2 separate regions of the Bos taurus genome follow, and region 2 is linked to region 1. Evidence: chromatin contacts called from public Hi-C data. All regions are on one chromosome and are shown on one strand. Each heading gives the region's core, a stretch centred on a gene start, on an enhancer-like site or on the middle of the called end of the contact. The rest is flanking DNA. Distances are from core to core; before and after follow the strand shown. Region 1 overlaps LOC107131356 (a long non-coding RNA gene). Region 2 overlaps LOC107131356 (a long non-coding RNA gene).

Evidence for each region. Hi-C and Micro-C count contacts between places; a contact is called where the count stands out from the background.
Region 2: a Hi-C map of an unstated tissue shows a contact between it and region 1, with 2.2 times the contacts expected there. The contact joins two enhancer-like sites. A contact is called at or near these places in 2 of 11 Hi-C or Micro-C datasets (liver and an unstated tissue).

The regions. Positions count from the first base shown.
Region 1 is chr4:94,667,609-94,670,240 of ARS-UCD2.0, reverse strand. All of the region lies in intron 7 of LOC107131356 (a long non-coding RNA gene), which reads left to right. Among named protein-coding and RNA genes, the nearest start is that of MIR29B-1, 32 kb to the right of the region's middle. Within about 2 kb of position 1,325, at least 57 of the 102 cell types and tissues checked have an H3K27ac peak or open chromatin away from gene starts, as enhancers often do. A contact at or near this core is called in liver, where this site is marked.
Region 2 is chr4:94,741,651-94,744,282 of ARS-UCD2.0, reverse strand. The region is part of intron 4 of LOC107131356 (a long non-coding RNA gene); the gene reads left to right. Among named protein-coding and RNA genes, the nearest start is that of MIR29B-1, 110 kb to the right of the region's middle. Within about 2 kb of position 1,327, at least 51 of the 102 cell types and tissues checked have an H3K27ac peak or open chromatin away from gene starts, as enhancers often do. A contact at or near this core is called in liver, where this site is marked.

The DNA of each region.
Region 1 (2,632 bases), core at 76-2,575:
CCCTCAAGAATATAATACACAGATGGTTTTATTAAATTTTGCACATATATTCTTTGTGTTTATCTTGAGTGTTCAAAAAATGAGAAATACAGACGCTAGAGTAGAAATGTCAGTGTTGCTACATTAGAAATTGAGGGCTTAGTGGTGCTGTATAACAGATAACGTGAACACATTAGATCTGTTTATTTTTCTTCTTCAGCCCCATTAAGTGGAAGCTTGTGCTTTTCTCCTCCTGCCTTCATGAGCTCCTCCACTCCCGTGCCCCCCTATTCGTACCTAAATAGAAGCACATTAACAGCCTGAAAATAAAGGGCAGGCTTTTTTTTTTTTAAGCTCATCTCTTAGCAAAATGTCTACTCGTCCCGTCAGAAAACGAGCTCTGACGTTTAAGATGGGATAAAAGCAGTTTTTCTTAGTTTGCCCAGTTGTCAAGAAACTCTTCTCTGAAGTGATCAGGTTTGGTTAAAGACAAGAGAAATACAAAAGGTCATATTTTAGCCCTTCACGGTTGGTTTTCAAGGGGTGCTTTGGTGCAAAAATCACGTGGTCAGTATTCATGTGACGGTGTTACGATACGTGTTTTTCTGCCCCCATCACAAATCTGAAAATGTTCTCTCTCCTCACAGACCATGGGGATGGCACCCGGAGGCTGTGCCTTTGGTGTTCTCAGCACCCAGGGTGGGGAAGATGGTTTCCATATTTGAAATCTAGGGACAAACAAAAAAATAACTCTTTTTTTCCTTGAAGGGTTAATGCCCTAAACAGCTTCAGATTGGTTCACTTGAATCTTAAAATTACTTTTCTGGTCACGCGCACGGAAGGTCTAAGCATTTGTGAAATGTCTTTTTTTTCTCCTGATGCTGTTCTCTCTTGGCTGTCTTAATTACACAGGGGTTGAGAAACCAAATTAAAATTAGGCGTGGCTGGTAAACAGCGATCACGTTGCCTGCTCTTAGCTCCGCAGGCTTGTTGGAGTTACTTCTCCTCCCCGTCGTGCTTTCCTCCCCACTTTCTTTTTTTCTCCAAAGGAAATATCATAAGCTCTTTTAGAAATACTCACAGGAAGTGAGTATCCATATGCTGGTTACTCGCCGGCAGCTGAGCGTTGACAGGTGGAGAAGTGTTGCTGCCATCGCTCAGATTTCTTTGAACCTTTGCGCCGGAGCAGGGGAATATTCAGGGCGTACAGACCGAAGGATTTTTGTGTACTGAGAGAGTTACAAGAGGAAATTGGTCATCGCGCGTCATCTTGGTGGTGGTGATTCAGGAAGCTGTGATGGGGGGTCTGCAAGGCACGTGGCTGCCGCCGGCGCTGAGGTTTCTGCTCACTTCTCAGAGGGCGGGCTGTCTTCTAAAAATTAACGCTCCCTCCACTGCCAGTGATTCTTCTGCAGTGAGTCACTTCCAGAAATGAATAGCCACGGTTTTTTTTTGGAATGAATGTTGTGAAATCCCTCGTTTATAATGGCAGGTTTTCAGTTGGTGGTTTTATCAGAGAGAATGTCTCAAGATCAAAACGAAACCTCCTCTTTAAAAGGAAAGAAAGTACTCTCGATACAGAAAGCAAAAGTACTTCCAGTCTCCTCCTGACGCGCTGTCGCGGAAGGTCTGTGTGCCTGCGTGTGGCGACACACGCCCGAGTATTAGTACTTGCCTACACTGTAGGAGTCCTTGGAATTACGGATTCGTTGCTAGTAGCTGATTGATCTCCTGTGAAGAAGGTCGCTAACTACAAGAAATGTTACGTGTGGTGAGTAGGTGGTGGATTCTGAAGATTGTTGCTAACCCAGGGCTCATCCTCTTTTGAGTCATGGATTCAGAGGACTGCTAGCAAGCTCTTAAATACTTCTGCTTTGTATGATTTAGTGGATGGAACTGCAGGACTCATAGAAGCCTGTGAAAGGTTTTCAGAACATGGATTAATTGAATAATCGTTGAATCTTTTGAATATACTAGTCCCTTTGAGGAAGAAAGGCTATTTTACTGACGGAAGCCATTTGTAAGGGGCTTTTAAAAGTTTAAAAAGCCCAGTTACTGCAGTTACTGCCCATCTGTATTTATTTTAACTATCACTCCCATTTTCTTGTGTGAAGGAAATGACTATATGGTTTCAACAAAGAAAAAGTTTTGCCAACTCTTTTTAACTGAAGAAACTTCATCCACGTGTTACTCCTAACTGGATTTTTGTCTTCCTGACTATCTGCAAGGGGAAACTACCCCATGAAGGATACTAACCCTTCTGGCAGTATCTGTGATGTGTCTCATTCAGAACCCAGTGGGCTCTCCACAGATGATTGGCAGTACTTTTATCTAGAGGGGAAAGAGAAGGAATCCAGTTACTGGAAACAGTGAGTGCAGCTTCAGAAATTGTTGTCTCTCCCGAGTGGAGAAGTTGTTTGACCTCCTGACTCATTTCATAGGAATTGGAGAAAACAACCTAGTGTGGTTTTCATTGTTAGTCCTGGAGGATTCCAAAATCTGTGTGTCTGCAAATGAGATGAGCTGGAGAAAGGTAGTGTTGGCACTTGCTGTTTCTACTTGCCTGCTCTCCTAATGGAATTCAGTCCCTTGCCTCCAGACAAGTCCAGCCTGTTCCTGGGGATCCCTTGTGTGGCCTTTCAGTGGTGAGTAC
Region 2 (2,632 bases), core at 78-2,577, 74 kb before region 1:
GTGGTAAAGAATCCGCCTATCAATGCAGGAGATACAAGAGATGCAGGTTTGATCCCTAGAGGGGGAAATGGCCACCCACTCCAGTATTCTTGCCTGGAGAATCCCCATGGACAAAGGAGCCTGGCAGGCTGCGGTCTATGGGGTCACAGATTGGGACACGACTTAGCAACCTAGTGTGTGCGTGCCCACACACACACCCCCACACACCCACACATACCCACCCCTTTCCAGGGATACTTTTGCCCAACTTGGCGGCCACTTGAAGACCTACCTGCTTCATAAATGTGTGCTGAGCCTGACCTCTGCAAGAGTTATGGCCATTCAGCCATTCACTTGTTCACCCATACTGGTATATTAAGCACCTGTTTATGTGCGAAGTCCTAGAGAGTCCTAGGTACCCCGCAGAGAAGAAGTCCACACAGGACAGGTGAACGAGATGCCTGGAAACCACCTGAAGTTCTTATCATTAAACTTACCATTGAAAAGATAACACCACAACTTTCACTACAAACTGATAACAGCATAAAGAGTACACCTCCCAGAACTTTTACATTTTAACAGGGATCAAAGCTTTACTTCCAACTGCTTCTAATCAGGCAGCCCATGAGGGGAATTGTGGTTTGAGCCTTGGGATTTTTCCAGCTTATATGGCTTTTTGAGCGGCAGGGTTAAAGGTGGGGACTGGCTCTGATAATATTCCTCCCAGGAAAGTAGCTTTAAGAAACCCTACTGCAGAGGAAAAATTGGCTAGATATCCCACAATGGAAAAGAGCTCTTGTAATTTTACCTTTTCGAGGGGCTAGAGAGGTAGTATCGCCTAGGGGAGGTGCACAGGGCACCGTGCTGTTGGTCATTGGGCAGGTCACTTACCCTCTCGATGCATCTACAAACAGGTAGGGTAATGGTAATAGTGCCCCCCTCAAAGAACTGTTGAGGGTCAGAGAAGTTAATATATACAGAGCATTTAGAATTGTGCCTGCCATCTGTTAAAGTTAGCTATTATTTCTTTTAGCTCTGTGTTTTTGCGATGTGTTGATTTTCTGAGAAAGTGTAGGGGACATACAGGAAGAGTGGTCAGAAGATAGTTCAAGCGAGGATGGTCACTTCCTTCTTTCCCCTCCTCACACTCCCCACCCTCCTACCCCACAGACCCTGGAGCTGTTTTGTGAGGCAGTAACGTCATATTTGAATGTATGACCTTGAAAATTTCTGATTAAGTAGTTCTGGGCAAAGTTCTGCTGGTTGGAAAATAAATCAGGCCTCCCACACATACCTGCTCAGCCAAGAATTTGTTTGCCCCGGGAACCGTGGGTAGGCGGGGATGGAAGCAAGCACACACCCAGGCTTATGTGAACTCTGGTCTGGCTGGGGACCATGGTGTCACCCTTCTCCCTCTGCTCACCAGTGATTTCTAGTCATTGCTTTTCATTCTCAATTCTAGAGAAAGAAATCTTTTTATTTTCAAAAATTGCTTTTCTTCCTCTCTCCTTTCTCTGACTCCAGGGAACTTCCACTCCCCCCTCCCTGCTTGCTTGTTCTCTAACGTTTGGCTCTTTATCTGCCCTTTGATACTGCACTTGTACAGATTTCTCCCAAGCCCAGGCAGTGAGCATGCAGTGTAAGATGATGGACCTTAGGGCTCCCTGCATGGATCCTGAGTTTCAGGGTATGGGGCAAGGCCCTGGAAATGTCCCAGAATTTACTGTTGGTTCTTGTAACCAGGAAGAGAGGCTTCCTGCCTTTGCAGTGGGGCGTATCACAGGCTCTCCTGCTGGCTGTCTCCTATCTCACGGAGAAGTCCTCTGCACTTCCTTCTATAAAAGGAAAGGGGACAGCAGTTCATATGCAAATACTGCACCACCCACTGCAAGGCGGCCAGGCCTCTGGGTCAGAGGCTGGTCAGTTGTCCCATAGCAGCTGCATTTGGCTGGGTAGATATCCGCAGAGCCCAGACCTGTCCTGTTTCCACCCAGGGCTGCAGCACAGGGGAGAAGAAGGTGGGGGTAAGGGAAGCCGTGAGGGAGGCAAGGGTGGGAATGTGTTCATAGGCGTCTGTGGGGGGAGGGGATGTCAGGCTGATGCATGGTTTCAGGTGTGGGTTCACCTGTGCCGTCTGTTCTTTGGGAAAGGTGCTAATGTGGTTTACAGAACTCCTCCCAAAGAGAAATTATGGTCATTAGCAATGGTGCTGTAGTTCCCAGATGTATTCATCTGCCTGTCACTCCCCTGAGATGTCCTTTCATGCTGACCACAGAGCACAGAATTGTCTTGTTTTGAGAATTCGCCAGTAGCAGGGTAAAGAGCAGATTAACTTGGGTGTAGACTCTTTACTGAGAACTAATGGTAAAGGCTTGCATGAATTAGGAAAAGTTGGGAGAGGGAGTTCTCTTTCTGGTGAGCAGAGCTCTGCCATAAAGGCTTACAGAGTCTTGCAGTAGTGGTCCTGTACTTGCTTTTGTGATGCACTTATTCCACACTTGAGGAAAATGACATGGGCACATTTTTTGCAGGCTTCCCAGTAACCATGAAAGATTGTTTTTTTGTTTTTTTTTTTATATGCAAACTTTGGGGGAAATTATTTGTATTATTAAATAGCATATGTAAATATATTTACTTAGATGCAAAGTAAAAG